Regions from separate parts of the Mus musculus genome. Here region 2 is linked to region 1. Evidence: chromatin contacts called from public HiChIP or PLAC-seq data. All regions are on one chromosome and are shown on one strand. Each heading gives the region's core, a stretch centred on a gene start, on an enhancer-like site or on the middle of the called end of the contact. The rest is flanking DNA. Distances are from core to core; before and after follow the strand shown.

Evidence for each region. HiChIP or PLAC-seq counts read pairs in DNA pulled down with a chosen protein or histone mark.
Region 2: a contact with region 1 is called in an H3K27ac HiChIP or PLAC-seq map of embryonic stem cells, with 4 times the contacts expected there. The contact joins two enhancer-like sites. A contact is called at or near these places in 1 of 484 Hi-C or Micro-C datasets (muscle stem cells), 2 of 115 datasets of contacts at active chromatin or transcription factors (both in embryonic stem cells) and 2 of 9 other capture datasets (embryonic stem cells and embryonic tail).

Annotation. Positions count from the first base shown.
Region 1 is chr6:4,977,222-4,983,293 of GRCm38.p6, reverse strand. All of the region lies in intron 2 of Ppp1r9a (protein phosphatase 1, regulatory subunit 9A), which reads right to left. Among named protein-coding and RNA genes, the nearest start is that of Gm52886, 74 kb to the left of the region's middle. Within about 2 kb of position 2,918, at least 19 of the 459 cell types and tissues checked have an H3K27ac peak or open chromatin away from gene starts, as enhancers often do. A contact at or near this core is called in embryonic stem cells, where this site is marked.
Region 2 is chr6:4,546,017-4,552,405 of GRCm38.p6, reverse strand. No RefSeq gene overlaps it. Among named protein-coding and RNA genes, the nearest start is that of Gm33959, 38 kb to the left of the region's middle. Within about 2 kb of position 1,700, at least 24 of the 459 cell types and tissues checked have an H3K27ac peak or open chromatin away from gene starts, as enhancers often do. A contact at or near this core is called in embryonic stem cells, where this site is marked.

The sequences.
Region 1 (6,072 bases), core at 1,669-4,168:
ATGGGCTCAAAACTTGCCCACATTTCAGAACACCAGAAAGGTTCCTTCACACAAGACTTGCTAATAGTGATAGCAAGGGTGCCATTCAACGATGTTTACCCTCCTTTAAGGCTTATGGCCTTGCCGTATGAAAAAGACCGTGACAGCAGTGTGAGCGGGAAGGACTTGGTAGAAAGAGCACACAGAGCCTCTATATGTCTGTGCTCATCAATGCTCCAGTGTCTAGGACAGCGTTTGGGAGCACCCTCCCAGAGGCAGAAAGGATTAAATGAGGCTCTTCAAGCAGAAGGCTCAGCTGTGATACATGCACCCAAAACAGAAGCTGTTTGCCTTGGCTCTTTAAGAATACCTTCTGAGGCTTTCTTGGGACCGACTGGCAAGCAGACTGCTCACACGGAACTCCTTGTTTGCTCAAGCATGGGTGAAAGAGTGAAAGCACAACGTTTGCTCAGCAAAGCTACCTTCCTGCTGCAGGCTCCACTCAAAGAGGCCATTATGTCAATGCAGCCCCACCTCACGCTACCGCTGCAGTGCCCCATTCCTGTCGCCAGGGAACATCTGGGTGCCAAACTCATTTGTGTATGTTAAACAGAATGGTCTTTGTGTATTAAGTACACTAGAGTAGAACTCAGGAACATATTTTGAGTGTTAAACCTCAAAGAAGGCATTTGTTTTTAATATATAAAAAAGCAGATTTGTTTGAATCTTGCACAGAAAACTTACTGTCTATTTAGACAACCACAGTATCTTTTTTATAATCCTAGAAAGCATATCTGATATTTAAATCACTGTGACTTCAAATTAAAATTTACCTAAGCTAACTACATGTATATGAATACTACATTAAATTTACTATCAACTTTTTGCAAGAGTGAGACTATGCTGCCCTGATCATTCTGCCTCCATTTCCAAAATATTGCGAAAACAGAATGTGTCACATTTTATTAAATTTTAAATTTCCTTTCAGCAGAGCATTTGTGATCAATATTTTAAGTTATTCCAAATATTTACTATAAAATGCAAATTCACGTTTTATATTTTCTTTTAATTTTATCTATATTCATGATTATAAATCCTAGCTAATCCAGACTGGATTTGCACCTTTGATTTGCTTTTACTCTGACTAGTCAACATGGCATCAGAGAACCACATTATCTGAAAAGACTAAACATGATCTCTGCTTAGATACTGTTGATCTGCTTCTAGTGCTCCAAGACAATGCAGCATAGTAAAGATAATTTATCCACAGTCACAAGATAGAATTCCAAAAAGGCCCTGTGATGATCTCTCAGGGCTCTAAATTTACAAGGCAGGAAAGAATGAAATACAAACTCTGGAAGCTTATTCTAAAGTCTAAATAAATGAAAATAAATGACATTAAAAGTGCACTCGGTGGAGAGAACTCATGGAAAGCCATAAAACGCACAGGAAGCAAAGACAAGTGAAACTCTTTTATATGACACAGCTGAACCTACAATTTCTCAAAAACAAAACAAAATATTTGAAATATTTTCATTTGTCTATGTCTTAAGACTCAATTTGAAGTAGTCAAATGAGTTCGGATCATATCCAGCCAAGAAGCCATCCTTACCATCATACCTGTCCCCTGCATGCTGGTTCTAAATCTCTACTGTCAACATAACTGGATTCTGTCATTATGACTGGATTCAGAGTCACCTAAGAAACCACATCTGAGCATATTCGTGAAGCCTTTCCAGAGAAGGTTAACCAACGGGGAAAGCCCCATCCTAGTGTGGAGAGAGTACCTTCCCATTAGGATGAGGTTTTGGGTTAAAATTATAAAAAGATGGTAAGAGGAGGCACCAGCTAAGCATCAATCTCTGTCTCTGCTTCCTGACTCCAAACAAAATGCAACCAGCAGACGCATGTTCATGCCGTCACAGCTAGAGCCTCTCTCTGCCACTCCTTCCCCAGGATGGACCATCTACCCAATTAGTGATCCACAACAAGCCCTTCCTTCCCTCTGCCTTCTGCTGCTTCTATCAGTATCTCGACAATCCACCTCGCAAAGTGGCTAGTGCATCTTTTATAATCCATTCTCTACCCCCAGAGCTACACAAAACTGTCCAGCTTTATGCCACTGAAGAATTCTTTAGATTTTCTAGAGCTATGCCTAAGTAGTATGTTCAACACACGTTCCTTTGTGGGGAGTTTCATTTAAATGCAATTTGGGATTGATGGATGAGGCTTACTTCTTTTTGTTGTTGAGAATTGGACCACCGAATAGATAGAACACTGCTATCCACTCCCTTCATGATGACACTTGGGTTGTTTCCAGTTTTGACTACTACAAATAAAAGATGTGTGTGAATATCACATCTATGTGGGTACACTCTTGTCCCTCTTATGTCCACAACCAGGAATGGAATATGCCTTGGAGGCCAGGTGATTAACTTTTTAAGCAATTGTCATATTAAATATTAAATGATGCTCATATTGACATTCACCCCAACTCTGTGTCACTGCTCCTATGACTCCATCTGCACGCCCTTCTAATGGTGCATCTAATGATAGGGACACTGTAACTTTACCACTAATTTCTCTGATGCCAGATTATGCTCATAAACCTTTTATATGCCATGGTCCTTTATTAAATATGATTTTATAATGCCCATAACTGTTTCCACTTCTCACTTCCCATCCAAGGAACTCTATGAGAAAGTTCTTGAGTCTCCCTCTGCCCCTGGAACCCTGACTTTGTCTCTTCAGAATGAAGAAAGCTTTTGTTTGTTTGTTTTTTGGTTTTTGTTTTGTTTTGTTTTGTTTTGTTTTTTCCTGTTCTTTGTATCTGGAGTAGAGCTCAGGGCTTCCTGCTGGGTATCTTGTCACTCCAGTACTAAACCACAAGCAAGCTAAGCCCTAAAGCTTTCTTTACATCTGAAAAGCTCAGTTCAAAGGAAAAAGAAAAGCAAAGGAAAAGACACTGCAGGTTGTGACCTTGAGAGAAGGTTTGAGCTGCAGTCAGGACAACTGCTTCCTCCATTTGGAGATGTCCTTTTGTCCTGGAGGCGAGCCTGACTAAGTGACATCTTGATGCATATGCCCCACACTGTTACTTTCCAACTGGTCATACATCCCCTTACACTAGCTCCTAAGTTGTACTCCACATAGCAATGAAAGAAAGACAGCGGCCTGAAACGAACCAGCAGTTCTTTCTTTTTTCACAACAGAATTCAAATGCAGGCCGCACAGCTGAAGGGAAACCTGCTCAATCCGATATTCAGATATAATCCAATATCCGTGCTTCCTACACTCTTACACGTTAGCGTAACCTCCCTTTCTGAAGTCTCTTTCCCAGGTGACCTTAGTCGTGCCTTTCATTAAAAGGGAGTATACTGTCATGCCCACTGCCAGGAACCTGCTCTTAGATCTAGTGCCCCAACCCTCACGAAATGTATTTTGCCACCTTTATTATATTCTTGATTCATTGAAAATATGGAGCTAACACCATTTTGAAGTGCTTTCTTAAAATTATGTGGCTATTTTATGTATCTTAAATTGCAGACATATACATTTATTCATATGTGTGTGTTTCCATGTGTACACTGTATATTAACCCCTTGAGCTAAGATTTTAGCTATTTTTCAAATGTTCATAGCTTTAAATGTTGCTCTACGCATTTTCCTCTAAGTCCTTCACAAGGAAGAGGAATGGATGGAAAGTGCTCTCCTGCCAAGCTAAAGCCTGACTCACTAAGTTGAGCCTCTTTTAGAATCTAAAGCCACCCAACTGTGAATTATTTTAATGGGGCAGTTGTTCCTTCTAGTAGGGTAGTTTTCAAATGCCAGGGTTGATAATAATTCCTGATTAGTAGTAAATATGTGATTAAACATTCAAATTAAATAAATAAAAATAAGAAATTATACAAGAGAATAGGGATATATAATATATCCATATATAATACACACACACACACACACACATGTGTGTGTGTGTGTGTGTGTGTGTGTGTGTATGCCTTTGTCTTATATGTATGTCTTTGTTGCATATATGGCTCCTATTTTAAAGAATCTGTGACACAGACATGAAAATATACAAATATATAGCTACTATTCTGAACCTCCATATTAAGTCTTAACTTGATAGTTCTGGTTAAAGAAGACCACAAAAACAGATAGCATCTTTATTTCCCTACAACCAGTAGCTCATAAACAGACCAAAATCTGACAGACTTTCCTACAGAAAGAAAAACCACAATCATTGAGAAAGACTAAGTACACTAAGCCACAAAAGAGACTTCCTGTAATTTCCACATTTAAAAGTACAAAATTAACTTTGACACAATTAATCTAGATATTTGTGCCTGAGACTCTTTTCAACTTTAACTATTTAGCATGAAATACTTTGGATATAATGTGCTAATATGAAAAATGTCTTTCAAGAGAGGCTAAATTCCAAAACAGCAGCATTGTTATCTCAAAGAAATTCAGACCGAGTAAATACAGTTAAATTCAAAGAGGAAACTCTGTCTGGGGCTACATTCTCTTAGACAGAGACCAATTCATGTCTCTCCCTGCTTACAGTGTGCAATTCTAATCTTGGTGATATTTTATATTTTTGGGGATATTTGTAAATATCTAAATAAATGCAGGCCAATGCAACATAATTTTTCCCTTAACAATATTTATCTATAAATTATAAAATGGTAAACTGAGAAGGAGGAAAAGGAGGAGGAGGAGGAAGAAGAGGAAGAAGAGGAGGAGGAGAAGAGCAACAATGCCAAGGTCCTCTAACCTTTTAAAGTGATAATCTGTCTTGTGCAACAGTAAGCACTAAGAGACAGACTTCAACTGGAGTATTACATAACCACTGCCACAAACTCATGACTAGTGGGATTCCGTGACAGACACCAAAAAGGCTGAGTAAAACTAAAAGCACAAACTCCTCTTTACTTAAAATCAGTGATAATCATCAGACTTGCAAAGGAAATAGAAAGATCAAAAATCAGATGCATTTAAAGAAAGGTGTGGACTTGAATGTCTGCCTGTGATCAGTAGTTGATGTTCATGTTCTGGAAACCGTGTGTGGTTACACCCTCTCAAGAGAAGGCTAAACCTGTGTTGTTGAAAAGTCATCTATGCAGGCTAAGGTTCTTAATAAGACACATCATTCAACAAATGGGTGAATATGAACTTCCTGTGTGTTTCTCTCATATCAAATATTTACTGCAAAGCTACTCATGCCTGCAAAACGTGAGGGGTCTTTTGCCCTATCTGGTAAGAAATAACTGCTTTCTTACTAGACCATTCTGCTGCCTGTCTTCCTTCTTACCTGGCTAGCTGCATAGCTTGTAGAAAGAAATCACATACCACGTATACTATCTAGCATACTAGCTAGCACCTCCAAGAATCAGCAGCCTATGAATATATGATTACTCCCCTTGCTTCAGGTAGATTTCAGTAATTCTCAACTCTGAGTTTCTTGGCCAGCACCTGCAAGAGGATCCTAATTAGGCAAGAGAAGAGAAAGCTGAGAGTAAGCAGAAGCAAGCGAGCAGGCAACATGCACGCATTCCTTGCCACCGCTCCAGCTTACAGACTATCATGTGAGCAACTGTGTGAGCCCCTGCATTGACTCCCCCACAGGATAGACTTGGAATTGTAAGTCAAATAAAGCCTTCACACCCCTATGCTGTTTTTTTTGTCAGGGTGTTTCATCACAACAACAGAAAGTAAAGAGGAACACAGCACTCATCAAGAGAGCAGGCTGGGAAACAACTTTCTCTAGGGAGTCTAAAACAAGAGCCCATCCACGCCTCTCTCCTTCCCTGGGATAGCTGCTGCCATGAACGCACATTCTCACCAACAGAACAAATGAAATGTGAGGGGAGTATATGCCCCACTCCAAACCACTGTGCTTGGGGGTAAAGGAGCCTCTCACGAGAGAACTTCATCCACCAGCGAGACAAGGAAGCTTACAGTGGACATGCCTCAACTCCTGACTGGACACCATCAACCTGAAGCAGAAACGCCATTCTGAGAGCAGGAAATAAGTCTTGCTGAGTTGAACCACGAAGTATTGAGTTTATTCTGAAGCTCAGTCTCTTCTAAC
Region 2 (6,389 bases), core at 451-2,950, 430 kb after region 1:
AGGACAAGTGGTGGCCTTCTTTTGGCAACCTGTTAGGGCTTGTCTTTGATGGAAGTAAAAGCAAGAAAACGTACACACACACACACACACACACACACACACACACACACACACACACAGACAGACACACACACACAGACACACACACAAAATCTTTATTTCAGACCATTTGCCGTCATATCTGTTCAGAGGGTTAAATGAGTAGTGGTCACAGCTCAGAGTTCGTTTTGTTTTGTTTTGTTTTGTTTTGTTTTTTCTTTTTTGAGAGCTGGGCCTTTCTTTCTTGTTCTCTCTCTCGGATTTGTGCCGACAAGAGTCATGGCACCTCCCAAAGCTAGCAGCTGCCTGGGCTTCCTGTGGTGTTTCTGTGATGTGCACCCCTTGCCTTCAGATGTGTGATGTTCTGGACAGTGGGGTTGGCCCGCTGTGGTATAGGATGCTCTGGACAAGCCATTCTGGCCTTCAGCTGGAAGCTGCTCTGGACCAAGCAGTGGAGAGAAAGCTAGAGTCACACTCCTTTATGCCAAGACTGTCTTACAGGCTCTGTGAGCAAAACACTTTTGAAAAACCAAAGATTTGCCCCTTACCAACATGTAGGGTGTGAAATAAAATGTGTTAGAAATATAATCACTTTTAAGCTTTTAGCTCTTTACTGGTAGTTTCTTTCCAAAAAATTTGAACTCGTTAATGCTTACTGTAATTGTATATGAAGACACCTTTTGCCTAAATTCTTGTCAGAACTTTTTTATTTATTTATTTTTTACAAAGAAGTATAGCCATGGGATCTTTGTTCTCTGGGCTTTCTGACCTTTAATCTCTTCCCTTCCTTTCTCCCCTTACTAACTCTTCCTCCTTTCATTTCTCTGTCTTTTCCTGTATCCTTCTCTTCTTGTCTCTCTGTTTTCTTTTCATCTTAATTTTTTTGAGACGATGTCCTTAGTTTAGCCATGGCTGACCTTGAACTTGCTACCCTCCTGCCTCTGTGTACGAGGTGCTGGAAGTACAAGCTTTCTCCGATATCCCGGCTTATTCTCTGACTTTACTAAAGTAGTTGTACCTTTCTTCTTTTGTATTTCAGCATTCTGCTTCCCTATGGTGTGTCGTGTTCTTTGGATCTGCCTCACTGCCAAACTTTTTAAAAATGTCCATCTAAGACCTGTTTGTATTTTAAGATTTAATGAGAAGACAGAATTTTCGCATTTGTGGAGACAAATATGTATTTTTTTTTTCAGAAGAGACAGGAAATGGGAAGATTGGGAGAAGGGCACATGAGTGTTCACATTGAACATCTGAATTCGGGGCTGTTTCTATTTTACCTAGAACACAGAGGCTTTGGTACTCGAGCTGGTACTTGTGCTGTTGCTTCCACAGCTTCATCTCCTTAAAGATTGCCTTACTATGCCCTCCGTTGTCCAGGTAGCCATGTTTAGTAATCTGTGGATGTTTAGGAAGGGCTGTCTAACTCAAAAGATACCAATCTAGAGGTTGCTGGGGCTGTGTGAGCGAGACTGAATCCTTTTCACAGAATTAGAAGAGGGATAAAATTTTATAATAGCCAAATTTGAAGAACAAATACACAGGAGGAAGACAAACCAGATAAAAGGTGGAGCTTGTGGAAGAGAGGGCTGAAAAGTCACAAGTTCCTGCTAGGGAGCTCCCTGGAGCTACATTATGGCCTGAACAAAGGAATTGATCACAGCAGGATGTCCTGAGCTCATTTCCCTATGCATGCTCCCTGGCTTGAACTTCTCCAAGTGGGTCTCTGGTATCTACCAGTCAATAAAACAGATGGAACAAACAAAAGTTGGCTATGGATTTGAATATCAGCTACTGTAACTGTATGAACATGGCACTGTACGGTCGTTTTCATGGCTACTGCTCTCAAATAACAATAGCTCAACATAAAATTATCAAGCTCGCTAATGTCTGCAGTGGTTGTTAGGCAGAGAAGAGAACTCAAGCAATCTCCAGAAGCAAATGGTTGCGTCACACTTTTCTACATGGCATGGTGACTGCAGATTGTTAGATCGATGGTGACCAGGGAGTTGCTAGGCAACTTGAAAGACAGGAATACAGAGTAAAAGAGGCTTCATTCTGAGATGAATTATTTGCAATGTTTGTAACAAACCGTGAAGGGCCTGAACATTTTCTAGATTTCTGACGCTAAGATATTGGCCTGCCACCGTTTAATAAATGCTGACATAGACATGTGACTCCTGGGGTCACATAGATGAAAGACTTTATTTCAAGAAGGCAAGGAATGTGAGCTTTATGCTTGCTTTAGGGTTCTTTGCCCCTCACGTCCCACAGGGACCATGGTTGAGTAACCCAAGTGGACGTGTCACAGTTGAGTAATACCTCATCTGGAAGCTAAGTCTTTTACAATGTGCTGTGAGCCAACCTGTGTGATGTGTCCTGGAGAGAGACATTATCTTTGACATACTGGACAGGCACTTGCTCTTTGCTCTGGAGACAAACACTATCTCTGTCTTTCAAGGCTGTTTGCTATCATTATATAAACATCTTTGAGCAGATAGTGAGGGACAAATGCCGTCAGTGCCTCCCTGGCTCTCAGTAAATGAACAAATGACAAACATCCATTATTCCCCCAAATGCTCTTTTCCCAGGTGCTTTATCTTTGCAACCATCTCAAAGGTCGGTTCTTGTTTCTGCTTGCTTGGATACTCTCTTGTAGTCTATATTCTGACTATTTTAAGATACTTTTGTTTTGTTCAACATCAAGAAATTTTTCTCACTTAAGCACAAAGGGACGCTGGTGAGAAGATTCCAAATGATTATTTGAGTTTAAGAAACACCACCAAGCCTAGTGCTGCCCAGGGACGCTTGGTGTGGGGCTGATAGTCATCGTTGATTATCTCCTTTGGTTTGCCTTCTCATCAACAGCTCCACTGTTCTCTCCTCCCAGGCTTAAATTCTCACAAGGGAGAAGCCGAGCACATCAACTTAGCTAGACTTTCCCCCTTGATTTACCCTTATATCTAGAAGGGGTTGGTCACCAACACACAACCCTAGTAAATTTTCTGTTGGAGGGCTGGTTTCGTGGGAGCTTGGCCACCTTCCCAATTGCTCTCTATTATATCTGGATTCGTTTTGATTCATATTTCATTGCTCAGACAAGAAATGAGATTACTGTTTTGAGTTTTATTTCATTTCATTTTTTAAAATCGGTTACGCTCTGACTTGCTTTGTGTTTCATTTTCCTGCCTATCTCATTCTGGGCTTTTTCCTACCTTCTTGGAGTAATGCTGTGAGTGGCTGTTAGCCATTTCAAGGTTTTGGGTGAATTGAAGCGCCCTCTGGAGATGGGAGGGAGATAGGAGTTGTGGCTTTCCCTGAAGGTCTTGTGTGGGGCAAGTAGAAGAAGATCGATGATTTTGTTAACTCCAAGTAGCTAATAGCTAACCATGTAGCTTCAAGACCATTACTTGAGTAGTAAAAATGTTACTTGTAAATATTTGATGTCATTAACACATTCTTGGATGCAAATTTCAGTAACTCTATTTAAAATGCCAGGGTAGCCATTTCTAAAGCTGTGAGTTTTTCTAATTGGGAAAGTCCCAAGATGATTTAATCAAGGCTGGTGTGAGGACTAATGTTTCCTTATCGTTCATGTGCACAAACATTCATGAGACTTCCCCAAGAAGGACCCTGAAAGTAAATTAGCAGACAATATAATAAGCTAAAATTTGGGCACTTAGTCATGCACTCATGCTAATTTTCACACTCCTTTGTAATTAACATTCCTCCTGACTGGATTAATTGGGTTTGCAATAAGTAATCACATTTGTAATACTGCAACTGTTCCAAAATTAATTGCTCACGTGTTCAATGAGCTGTTACATGTTCTCTTTTTAAAGCCGCTTAGAGAGTCCACACTCTGAGTGCTACCGTCCTAAATATTGTGGGAGAAAAGTACAGGACCATCTTAGAATGTGGGGACAACAGCATACCTGGATTTCCAGAGTATGTGAGAATTATCTTGCTACTCTGATTAACAATGTGGGTATCCTGGGCTCACTCCAGAAACTCTGGTTTGGACAGTATTTGATAGTGTCTGGGGAAGTCTTGCAGAATACTACACACTGTTGGGGAGAAGGCATGTGTACAAACATCCATCTTAGTCAGTGAGCTGAAGGAAGATTTCAGAGCCCTGAGGCTTTAGACTACTTTTCCTAAGATAGCTTGCAAATTATAATTTACAAGGGGACTTTTAAAAACAATATTTTGGACCAATTCCATCATAATATCTGTGATATGGGGTGGCCAAACATTTGCATTTTTTTCTAGCCTGAAAAAGAGCTAGAGGGCTTTTGTTTTGTTCTGTTTTGTTTTGCTTTTTGCCATCCCCAAATCAATCTGTTTTATTGAATTAGTCTTAAGTTATGAAATCCTCACAAAGGTGAGAATAAAGAAAGGTCTGGTAACCCTGCAAATCTTACAAAATACAGTGATTTGTGCATTGGTGAGAAAACACACCTTTTGGGCATCAATTTGCCTTTCTCTCTTCAAAGCTTCAAAGGATTTAGTGGAGTTAGCAGCGTTTGTGTTAGATAGCCCTCTCCTGTAGAGGCAGGAAAATTGAGGTTCCCTCTTATAATTTATAGTTTTCGAGTGATTGTTCTTGTGATAGCTTAGCTGAGGGCAAAATCTAGAAAATGTATGGACCTTAAAAATTTAATATATCACCCTGAGCAGTAACTGAGAATAAATATTCATTACTAGCAATCTGGGTAAAATTTTAAGAGGAAAAAAAATTCTAGACATTATATCTGAAGCAATTCTTCTTCTTCTTCTTCTTCTTCTTCTTCTTCTTCTTCTTCTTCTTCTTCTTCTTCTTCTCCTCCTCCTCCTCCTCCTCCTCCTCCTCCTCCTCCTCCTCCTCCTCCTCCTCCTCCTCCTCCTCCTTCTCCTTCTCCTTCTCCTTCTCCTTCTTTTTCTTCTATTCATTTGATTAGGAACAAATCTTATGGTGATGAGCAAAATAGTAAATGGAATTTTTAATTTAGGTACATTGATAACAGTTTAGAAATTATTCCAGACCTCTGTGTTATAAGGGAAAGTAGATCTATAATCAGTGATAAAAACCCATGAAGGAAACAATTATAATCAAATCATCCATGTTTCTTTGAAGTGGATATATTATATTGTCACTCATAGAGCCGGGCACAGCACCAGTGATAATAGGTGATTTAATGATGTTTAAAGCCCTTGAGTAAATTCATATAAGCCAAGAGAGTTCCCTGAGGACAGGAGTTTAATAATTATGATCATTTCTTGGGCTGATAATACTTGAGTTAGTATTTCCACGGCCAGAGTTTTTAGAAAAATCAAATTGAAAAACTCAAGTGTCAGTCGTTCAGCAGACGTGTGAGTTACAAGTGCACTGTGCAGAAGAAGTCCCCAGTCAGCACAAAGGCCAGCTCTAAGCTCTGGAACCTTCATTTCAAAACTGCATTATCTAATGGCACGTGGTAGCAACCACCAGCTTACAGCATGTCTTTATCTCTGTGGGCAATTCTCCTTTACATCATTTTTAAATTGTGAAGATGGGAAGGTTAGTACAAATTTATATATTAAATGTTTGAAGCTGTTAATAAAATCCAGGTATGTTTTTATTAGGTGGTGGAAGGTGGAATATAACTCAACAGATGTGGGAGGGTTTCGGGATTAGCAGGTCTCTCTATAGTAGGAGAAATTGATGTGTAATTGAAATCCAGATACGTTATCATTTAATCTCGCTATGCCTTGAGAGGATGGTACCCACGGAAGCTAACTGCTAGTTTTGACGGGGGAGTAAAGGTCTGTAGGTGGAGATTTAGCTCTTGTGAGAACATGGGTGGTCCTGACAGTCCAGTGTCTACTCTTTACCAACCTCACAAAGCAGTTCTGTGGTGCGCTGTCTCAGCCTCACAACTCAGCTGTCATCACTGAGCACACTAGGTGGAGATCACGAAGAGGATTAAAATGTGGATGGCTCCAAGTCCGAAGCCCTTGGTTTTGTCTTGCTCAGTTTTTATTTTTTTTCCCAACGTTCTCTTGACTCTCTTCAAAAATATCCTTTGCAATTTACCCTCCCTCTCATCCTCAATTTCTTTCCCTTGTTTAGATCCTCGGAGGTTGATTGCTTACTTCAACTCACCACAATTTGAGACAACTTCTGTAGAACTGGTTAGCTCTACATCCAGATGGTTGTTGTCCGTGGGACTTAACATCTGCCGCTTTGTGACTGCTTATCAATTCCCTGGGAGATTAGCGATTGATCTCCCAAAGAGAAGGCTACCAAAGGAGGGGACAGGCAAGAGTTAGGAGGGGAGGGGAGTGCATGGAAGTAGACCAGAAAGGAACTGGACAAAGGGGCAGGTAAGGAC